2 separate regions of the Sorghum bicolor genome follow, and region 1 is linked to region 2. Evidence: chromatin contacts called from public HiCAR-type data. All regions are on one chromosome and are shown on one strand. The core of a region is the stretch at or near the end of the contact, and the rest is flanking DNA. Distances in the headings are between cores, read along the strand shown.

Region 1 (4,700 bases), core at 392-2,891, 240 kb after region 2:
CCATGGTAATGAAGGATGCAGGAGTTGAGGGTTCAATGTTTGGTCCAACTAGCTCCTTTTCAATTGATGTTGGCGAAGATTCAGTGATAACATAGCAATTGGATTGATCGTTATTTGGCACCTCATGATCAGTAAAGGGACCATAAAATATTGCATGAACATCTTCAATGAATTCGACAGCCTTATCATGAGCCGAATCAAGATACTTGATCGGGAGCTGTCCATAAATGGGGAAAGTTAGTAACAAAGCATATCAAGAACATCTTATGTTGCGTTCGAATATCCAAATATGTGTAAACCGAAAAAAACATGTTAAACATCAAAGTCATGAGAAGGAACTACTACTACCTCCATGAACTTTTTCACATTTTCCTCAAATCCGTTAAAATCGATGCCCATGTCAAATCCACCCATATGTGAGAAGTCAATATAATCTGAATCAATGCTTCTCGCCATTAGCCTTCTTTTTTTCTTTCTTTGTCAATAAAATGGTGGAAAAATCCTGTTTCAGAGCACACTGAAAATTCAGCATTAAGTACCAACAAACATTATTAGAGTATAACATGTGGTTCTAATTGTAGCAAGTATAAATTCCTACCAGGTTCTAGGAATAAGCTTGATAGCAATCCACATATCTGATTCAGACAGGCTCAGGAACAGTAGATGTACTTGTTTTGCATTAAACTATTCACTGGCATTGAGTGGGAAATGCTAGTTTATTATACATAATCTGATCCTATATAACTCCAATCAGTTAACAGGATTCCTGGTCAGAACGATACAATGTGTTTGCAATAACACTAGGCAATTTACGTCCTGTTTCTAAAGGCATGCCGTTCTTCCATGTCAAGTCATGTTTGCAGGATAGAATTTCCAAATTAGCATGACACTGGTGTCCGAACCTTCAGACGAATTGTACTCTAATCCCTAGTGAACTTAGCAAAGTGTTGTACCTGTCATTAACACAACCTACAGTGGCCAGTTCTGCTCAAACAAAGCTTGATGAGACTAAGACTGAGCAGAACAAAAGGGTTGATTTTTGTCATCGAACCGTTAGTGAAACCTCAGTCAGATTTCTTAAACGAGCAAAGCTTATCTGATCCCCTCTCCAATCGACCCCAAAAATAAGTAGTGAACTACTAGCATCCAAGCACCCAACCAAACGAATAATCAAACCAAAGCTTAGTCCTTACAGAACCCCAGTAAAAGAGCATCATACTGCCCTAAAACTAAAAGGAGCCGAACTTGGTGGAAACCAAGAAGAGATGAACCTAGTCGCGCCGTCGGATTAAACCAACGCCAGAATCAAGAATCGCAGCGACGAAGAATAACCAATCCAACGAGCACCAAAAGCGCTCGCTTATGGAACAGAAGAGGTAGGGGTAGAAAAAGATAGAACTGAAACCCGCACCTTCCGTCGCCGGCCGCCGGCGACGAGTGAGCTCTCGAAGCCGCCGTCTAGCCTTTTCGGGGAGAAAAAGAAGAAGAAAACAACACACGAAGCGGGGGGTCGCTAGGGAGCTGAGTGGATGTGGAGTACAAAAAAGTGGCCAAGCGCGAATCTTTTGGAGCACGAACTCCTCTCCCAGGCCTGACGTTTGTGCGGCCGCAGTTGGTGTAGTTTCAGAGGCGAACGAACAGAACGCACTCCTGAAATCTTGCCAAAATAATTAATGCGATCGGTTATTTTGTAGGGCTATGATTAATCCAGTGATCTTGAGGCCGATCTGCGCCGTTGAATTAGGACCCGTCGTACTAGAACTTGGAATCCCCGTTGAGAGGGACACAAACTCTGTTTTTCTCCCTTTCTACGAGCAGGAAAAGGACTCCCTGTTGATTGTAACATATACAGTCCTAAAACATGAACATATTTTCCTTTTTGTGGTAGAAACAATTCGATTTTAAGAAAAAGTTTCTGGGTGCCTGATTCTAGTTCTAGATGTATCAACCCTCGATGTTGGATGGACCAAATAAAACACTGTAGGAGTATTAACAGAACTTTGTGACTACTAGGTGGCCACACAAGCTATGCTTTTTCTGAAAGAGAAGGGTGACGAAAACGACGAGTACTTCAACAGGATATAGAAGGAAAAGCGAGTGATTTTGGGCTGCACAGAGACGCCTCGGCAGGAGGCTTTCTTTGGCCTTAGCCCCTCGTTGATACCAGTGGACCAAATTATGTCTGGCTTCATCTTCTGTCTGGCCACAGTTTCAACTTGGGGTACACGTACAAGTGCAAAGCTTACATCAGCAATGCAGAAAGCATCAAGTATATCCAATTAACCGTTATCCAGAAGGTGATATATGAACAACCTGAGTGAATTAACGAATTAAACATGGGAAAGAAAAGGCACTGAATCGAGAAACAGAATGATCCACATAGTCAATTTTTCACTTCGGCCAGAGCCTGAAACCATGTCTAACGCAGTCATGCCTTCCCAACAGGTATGAACCACAAACAGCTCCACAGGGAGGGACATAGCTTTACCTTACACGAAAAATATAATTATTTAGGGAATATTGGTGAGGAACAACTCTAGAGACCTCTATGGACCTATTATGGCTCAACAGTCGTCACTTGCTGCCATTCGCCATCGACAGCTTCCTTCCACAGGGTCACATTGTTGTTGCCATCAGACACCGCCAATATGTTCCCAGTCAGTGACCATGACAGCCTCCACACAGGGGTCCTGAAATCATACAGCACCTGGCCTTCCCACTGCTCGCCTTCTTTTGCTGCTGTCCAGATAACAACTGTTCCATCCTGAGAGGCGCTGGCAATGGTGGACTTTGGAAGGCCCAGGTTTGGCGCCCACGCAACATCTCTCACCCAGTCCTTGTGCATCTGTAAGGCAGGGAAACAGTCCATCCGCCAACTCCCATTGTTGAGCTTCCACACCTTCACCGTGTTGTCGCAGCCACCAGAAGCGAGTTTCTGAACATACTCAAACTGACCAGAAGATCCTGCACTGATTAGAGCTCCCGGTGCCATTGCTGGGGCCCAAGAAACTGAGGTCACACCGACTGGATGCGCCTGATCAATACGTGTGGTGTCCCAGCCTCCATCAGAACGAGCAGTGAAGACTGAAATGTTCCCATCTGATGAACCACAAGCCAAGCATAGACCCAGCTCATGAGGCGCCCATGCGATGGAATTCACGGAGGACTTGTGCTCAGCAAAGGTGTGTACCAGTGCCCATTCATCAGGCTTGCTTCCTTCCTTCCAGATGATCACCCGGCCGTCGTAGCTGCAGGATGCGAGCATGGAACCAAACTTGGGATGAGCCCATGCGACTTGCCATACTGGGCCCTGGTGTCCACTCAAAGTTGCAAGCTGCTGGTGTGAGTTTCCACTTACGCCAATGATCTTTATTGTGTTATCAGAGGAGGCTGTAGCTAGGCGCTTCCCATAGTAATCCATGGCGATATCATGCACCACATCTTGATGCCCAGTTTCAATCTTATGGGGTGGCATTGTTCCACCGATCTAACTTTAACTTAACAAATATGACAACCTTCTGTGTTCACCACTTCAGTGTCCTATACGATCAAGCGAGGAGCCGAGGATATTAGATAAATGATAAATCAAAGAATAACATAAGTACATAAGGTATGCACACTAACTAGCCAAAAAATGAGACCAGGTTAAACATCATATATTCACATGGAGTTGATGATATGCCATATTGCAACCACAACATCAATGCAGAACACTGATGGTCTACACAATGCCATGTGTGTGTATGCATGTGTGTGCGCGTGTGCGTGTGTGTTTTTCACAATTGGGGCAAATTCATCATTTGCCAGATTGCATACTAAAACACAGGATGATGAGGACAAACCACTGAACAATACATTTCATCTAAATTAGCTTAAGAAGCACAGAATACTGGCAATGGTGTATATTGCAGCATCAGAAAAATAACACCAATCCACTATGTTAGAAAAGTGCGTGAATAGTGATGGGAACTTATTTTTGGAAGAAAAGTAGGAAAACACAGTCCAGCATATGTGCATAAAACGCAGCAAAACATTTGGTACAATAACATCGTTTTAACTTTTTAGATTGCAGCCCCCTCAAAACCACTTGTATTCATATTAAAAAATCCGAAATAGACCAAAAAGAGCTTAAACAAACTTCAACAACCAACACAGGGGGCATCCTGAGAGGAAGAGCTGCAGAAGCATGAATGGTGAGTTGGGAATTATTTTTTGAAGACAAATGAGAAGACATAGTCCAGCATATACACATAAAACGCAATACATCTGGTATGATAATGTCTTTTCCACTTCTTTTTTTTTTGATAAACTTTTCCACTTTTTTGAAATTTTCGAACCCTCTCAAAACCACGTATATTCATAATTAAGCCCTGAAATAGACCAAAAAGAGCTGAACGAAACTTAAGCAGCTGACACAAGGGTACCCTCAGGAGAGAGATTGAAGCAAAAAAAAAATGCAGATAGTGGCGTTACTGAATACTGATCTCACGAAAATAACGCACGAACTCAACCACAAACTTATTAAATTGAATGATGAGAGAGATGCTATGCTACCATAGAAGGCTGGATTGTTTAGTTCTATTATCCTTTTTATGGATCTAAGGCAGCAAAAGCAAACTTGTTTTTTCAGAAACATCCAGCACGAATCAATACAAGCATTCAACACATGGCGACTTGGTTTTGAGAACAAATCAAATATT
Region 2 (5,192 bases), core at 1,416-3,915:
AATTACACCGGGAGTAATAATCCTCTTCCAAAGTAGTCATACTAGCAATTAAGCATGCAGGGATCAAAATGTTCGTACAAAACAAGTAAAAGGTAAACAGTACAACACAATCACTGTAACTCAGTGTCCTGGGAATATATCACTCTTTATCATGCAGTTACCGTACGTGGTAGCAGCAGTAAATAATTCAGTGCTGCAACTTCTTTACTAGCCAGTGGTAAGGTTAGCACACGACGAATATGGTTCGGTTCATGGAGGATAACCTTGCTTGCACGTACGTCTTCGTCTTCTCTGAATGAATCATCCGATCGGTCAAGGTTCAAGAAGAGGAGCTCGAGGACTCGAACGTGGAGACCCTCCGCCGCTTGTTGAGAAGCGACGCCCTCGGCGCGAACTCGAGCGCGGAGTTGGCCCTGTCGAGGACGGACTGGAGCGCCTGGTGCACCGACTCGACGACGACGGCGCCCACGTCGCCGCCGCTGCCGTTGCCGCACGACGACGACGACGACATGATGAGGAAGGTGAAGCGGACGCGGCCGCCTAGCGTGGTGACCTCGGAGCCGACGACGCTGAGCCGCAGCGGCCGCAGCGCCTGCTTGACGTCCGCGAACACGTCGGCGCCGTCGTCGCAGCTCAGCGTCGCCCTCACGAGGACGCCGCCGCCGGTCGTAGATGGAGGCGCGCCCTGGACCAGCTCGACGGCGACGTCGTCCGCGTCGGCCGGGACGGCGCAGTGGTCGCGGATCCGCGCCGCGGTCGCCTTGAGCTTCTGCACGTGGGTTATCACCTCCGCCAGCAGCGCGGCCTTGTCCATCTGCATGCATGGTACCGAGTTGGGCCTCAGTTTCGTGTTGGGCTCGGTCTGGGCTATCCGACAATAAAGATAGAATTGGGCCTAGAGCTAGATAATGTTGGGCCTTTCTTCGACTGGGCTTCGGCCCAGTCTCCATCGCGGTGAGTCGGTGACCAATTTTGCTGCGCTGCCAAGTCGCGTCGTCACCTTCGCCGGCGCGGGACGGCGCGCCGCTGGCTGGCAACGGACGGCGGACGAGCAGCCCGGCGCGCCGGTGCAACGACCCCCGCCACCGAGTAGGCACCTAGAACGCCCATGCACTGGTACAAGTTACTACTAAGCTACACGAGAAGGAGACAGAGGCACTGACCTTGTCGGAGCAGGGCACCATGGTCCGGAGCGTGGCGAGGTGCGCGTTGATCCTCTCCCTGCGGCGCCGCTCCGCCTCGCTATGGTTCTTGAGGGCCATCGCCGCCTTGTCGTCCCGGCGGTGGTCTCCCTTCCTCTTCGGCGCCTCCTCCTCCGTGGAAGCCGCACCGGCGTCCAGCAGCCCGCCGGCGCCGCCGTCCAAGACGACAGGCGACGTCAGCTGCTGGCTAACAAGCCCGTAGTCGTTGTGTCCATGTCCGCCGCCGTAGAACGCGTCGAGGAGCCCGGCGTCGGCGAAGGGGACGGAGCCCATGTCCATGTCGTCGTGAAAAGCTTCCAGGGCTGACCACGGTGACGACGACGATCCGCGAGGCACAAGAACATAACAGTGCAGTTTCTGACAACTAATACTGGTAGGAGTATATAACAACGAACTCGGCAGATGTCAACTGTGAAGCACGCAAGAGAGATGTTGCCTTTTTTTTTCTGATGGATCAGGGGCTGAGGGCAGGCGATCGGCAGGGACAGGAGGACAGCTCTTGGATCCAAGAAGTTGCGGCCACAAGGGCCAAGAACGCGCCTCCAGAATGTTTGACACACGAGACGGGCAGCAAAGTCCAAGCGTGCCTTTGTTTCCCAAGCTTGGACAAGGAACAGCAGCACCAAGGCCTTGGTTCCCAAGAACACGGGCCGGACAGGAGCCCTTGCTTTCTCCCAAGGGAAGCGGAGGCACCGGCAGACAGGCTCGCGACGAGATCACACGAAAAGCAGAGCCATGTCTTGTAGTAGTACTAGCTAGGGAAGGAGACTGACAGCAGCAGGCAGGCAGGGTTGGAGATCCGAGAGCTGACAGCTGAGTGAAAGAAGAGCCAAGAAAGACAGAGGAGGGAGATGGGGAAAGGAGCCGCCCGGGGAGGGGAGCACGAGACCAGCTGATCGAGCGCGCTCAGGTGCCTGGAGGCCGGTTTGGAGGGCAGGACCAGAAGGGGAGCTTCACGCGTCGCAGCATCCTCCGCTCTGAGCTCGCCTTGCTGCCCAGCCTTGCTTGTTGGCGTCGCTGATCCATTTGTGGCTTCGGTGAGCTTGCTTGTTGCGTCCTCCTCCCGGGGCTTCTAGTGGAGGGAAGGTTTCATCTTTATGAAAGGGATCATCTTCTCTTCTGATATATGTATGAACGCAGATGCAGGCGATATGTGTGATCTTTCCCTCGATCACCTCACGGTGTAGCTAAGCTAGTTCTTGGTGATTGGTGTCTTTGGTTTGTGGCTCGATCTCAGGAACTCCTGTTTCTGCCTTCTGCGATGGCAGCAAGACAGAGGCAAAGCTGAGCTCTCGTCAGAATGCTGGAGGAAGGAGGAGGAAGACGACCAGCTAGCTCTAGCAATAGCTCTGCTCTTTGTGAGTGGAAAAGGGTTTGAGAGCGAGGGAGAATATATGTATGTGTCTTTGTGTGTTCTTGTCTGATTTTTTTTGAGATTGTTTTTCTGCGATTGACGTAGAGGATAAGGACTAGTCGTTGCACATTTTTTCTATGTTGCTTGCTGGGTTCGCTTTTGGTTTGCTTGCTTGGCCTCCTTGCACCATTGTTTGGGATTCTTTCACCTTCCTGATAGCGCCACGGGAATTTCTTGATTGTCCATACAGTTTTGGTGTGTGTATGTGTCTGTGATTGCAGGTTCTTTGATCACTTGGTCATCGTAATCTGACCGACTCCACTGATTAGCCCACGTTCGCCAAATAAGGGCATGTTTAGAATATAGGAAAAACTTCGTGTTCCTATACTTATCTTCTTTGAAATTGAACTGATTTCTGTGAGAATCTCATACTGTAAAATTTTTATTCAAACATGCGCTTAGAATCCAACGAACAATAAGATAGTCCTGCTATTTTCCTTTTCTGGAAAAATATCTTTACACAACTCTTAGTATGGACAAATCAATTTCTAACCTACAACTTGCATTGTTGTTTGATTTTTTTAATCCTGAATTACGAGATCAGGTTACCCAACGCTTTTCACCCACCAGATATGTCTAGAATCTATGGTAATATAACCAGATGGAGACTCACCCGTTGTTCTTGCTAAAAAAAAGCTAGAAATAATTGAAAAAACTAATTTTCTATCTAAAATGACTAATTTGTCTTAAATCAGAAAAATGATATCTACATGTTGGTGCTCCATTTGGAGTTATTTGCATCTTATACATTCATGTCTTCTAGTGTTTTGCTGCTTGTAGTCGGCCCTATAGTGTTGATTTCGTAACTAGTTGATTGCATGGTGTTTGAGACACCACAATCAACATAAAGTAATAGCGCTAGCCATGCAATGCTTGAATAGGATCTATACAAAGCACGGAATTTGTAGGGTTGTAGTCATCTTCCATGTATTTCTATATACTCATAGTATGCTAGATCATCTTGATCAATCTTCAAGTATTATACCGCACAAAACGATAATTTAAATAAAAAATAAGCACGACTACAAGTAATAAAACAAACAAATAAATTTCAAACAGCTCTAAGTAGATCACCAAAATAGAAAAATTATACTTTTATAAAATAATTGGTACGAGTTTTATATTTATTTGATTTAGAATAGATTAGTTAATTTTAGAGATTAAATCAAATATTTATTATTTTCAAAAAAAGGAAACCACCATTAAAACTAGTTAGTTGTTAGAGGCCAAATTTATTTGGTTTCAATAATTGAATGGTGTCAAGTGTCCAGTATCTAGTTTTATAGTTTATAATTAAAAATCAGACAGTCGTGCAAGTTGAAGGTTGAAAAAAAATTGACTTTACACTTAACACACACACACAACACTATCAAGACATACTTCATGTTGCATCAAATAAATTGATATTGTACGTGTTGATGATTTTTTCTATAATTTGATTAAAGTTAGATAAATTTAACTTAGAACAAAATTAAAGCAACCTGCATTTTGAAAAAAGTGCCGACTTATCGACACCAAGTTCAAAATTTCCCACCTATCCCTGACGTAGTGACACCTTCAGTAGACAAGAACAGTTGCAAATTGTTCGATCATTAAGTCCTTAATCTGATGTCAGAACTTAGAGCTTATGAGCTAATGCAACTTGTGTAGTGACTCAAGTACACTGCAGCATAGATCATACTAATGATGATGCAACGCATGAAATCGATGCTGTCCATAACTGTAACAGAAAATGCAAGATAAAAAATGCAGTCCATCTGTTCCAAAATGCAAGTTGTTTGCCCCAAATGCCGTGGAAACCAAATCTAGGAAAGGCCAGCTTCTAGAGGACAACCCATGTTTATAGCCAATGAGTCTGAGAAGATAACCTGTAAGCTAGAAACAAATTTATCTAAATAAAGGGAGTTCGTTTCTGGAATTTCTAGGATGTAGTTTCAATGTAAAATGAGTCGGACTCTGCTCCATATCAATCCTTGAATTTTCAAGTCCAATTTCACTTCGAAAGTCTTCACAGATTTTCAGAGGGAAATGATCACATGCCTTCTTGGCTCACAGTCTTGCATCCAAATAACAGGATCAGCACAACAAGATGCATCTGTTGATGTACCCTTGTGAATTTCCTGCTTTTTTCTTCCATGTCTCCGCCGAACTTTTTGGAGAGCATGCTATTTGGGTAGCTTCTTTTAGCAAAAACACACAAAAAAATATCTATTGCTCCAGTAGTTCAACTAACTGCATATATTTTTATGCCATAATTTTTTTTCTTTATTAGGGTGATGTCAACACAGCTCTAGGTACCTTGACATTGCCATTTCAACCATCCTCTTTGGCTCTCTCTGACAAATATAGGGTGCCAAGCATTTCATATACAATTCTGCTTCCCAAGCCGTCTGCATAAGCTCATAAATAATTCATAACATGACGTTTAGTTTGGATGACTTCAATCCTTATAGGTGAATAGTTCATGGATGCCAACATCTGTCTTTGGTTTTATATAATTTAACAAACAGAGATGTTCACAACCCATTCTTTTTGTTTGACTTGTAGCCCTCAACAAGTCTATTCTTTGGCGACCG

The links. HiCAR-type assays count read pairs that join an accessible place to other places.
Region 1: a HiCAR-type map of leaf shows a contact between it and region 2, with 3 times the contacts expected there. The contact joins the promoter of LOC8079507 here to the promoter of LOC8079506 in region 2. A contact is called at or near these places in 1 of 4 Hi-C or Micro-C datasets (leaf mesophyll) and 1 of 1 datasets of contacts at active chromatin or transcription factors (leaf).

The regions. Positions count from the first base shown.
Region 1 is chr3:1,809,741-1,814,440 of Sorghum_bicolor_NCBIv3, forward strand. LOC8079507 reads right to left here and starts at 1,642. Exons shown (of 7, transcript XM_021455175.1): 1 at 1,412-1,642; 2 at 349-502; 3 at 1-217. The coding sequence starts at 456. It overlaps LOC8081406 (protein transport protein SEC13 homolog B), which reads right to left. Exons shown (of 2, transcript XM_002454894.2): 2 at 2,338-3,540. The coding sequence starts at 3,475. The coding sequence ends at 2,558.
Region 2 is chr3:1,566,448-1,571,639 of Sorghum_bicolor_NCBIv3, forward strand. It overlaps LOC8079506 (transcription factor bHLH30), which reads right to left and starts at 2,666. Exons shown (of 2, transcript XM_002457083.2): 1 at 1,164-2,666; 2 at 1-814. The coding sequence starts at 1,481. The coding sequence ends at 320.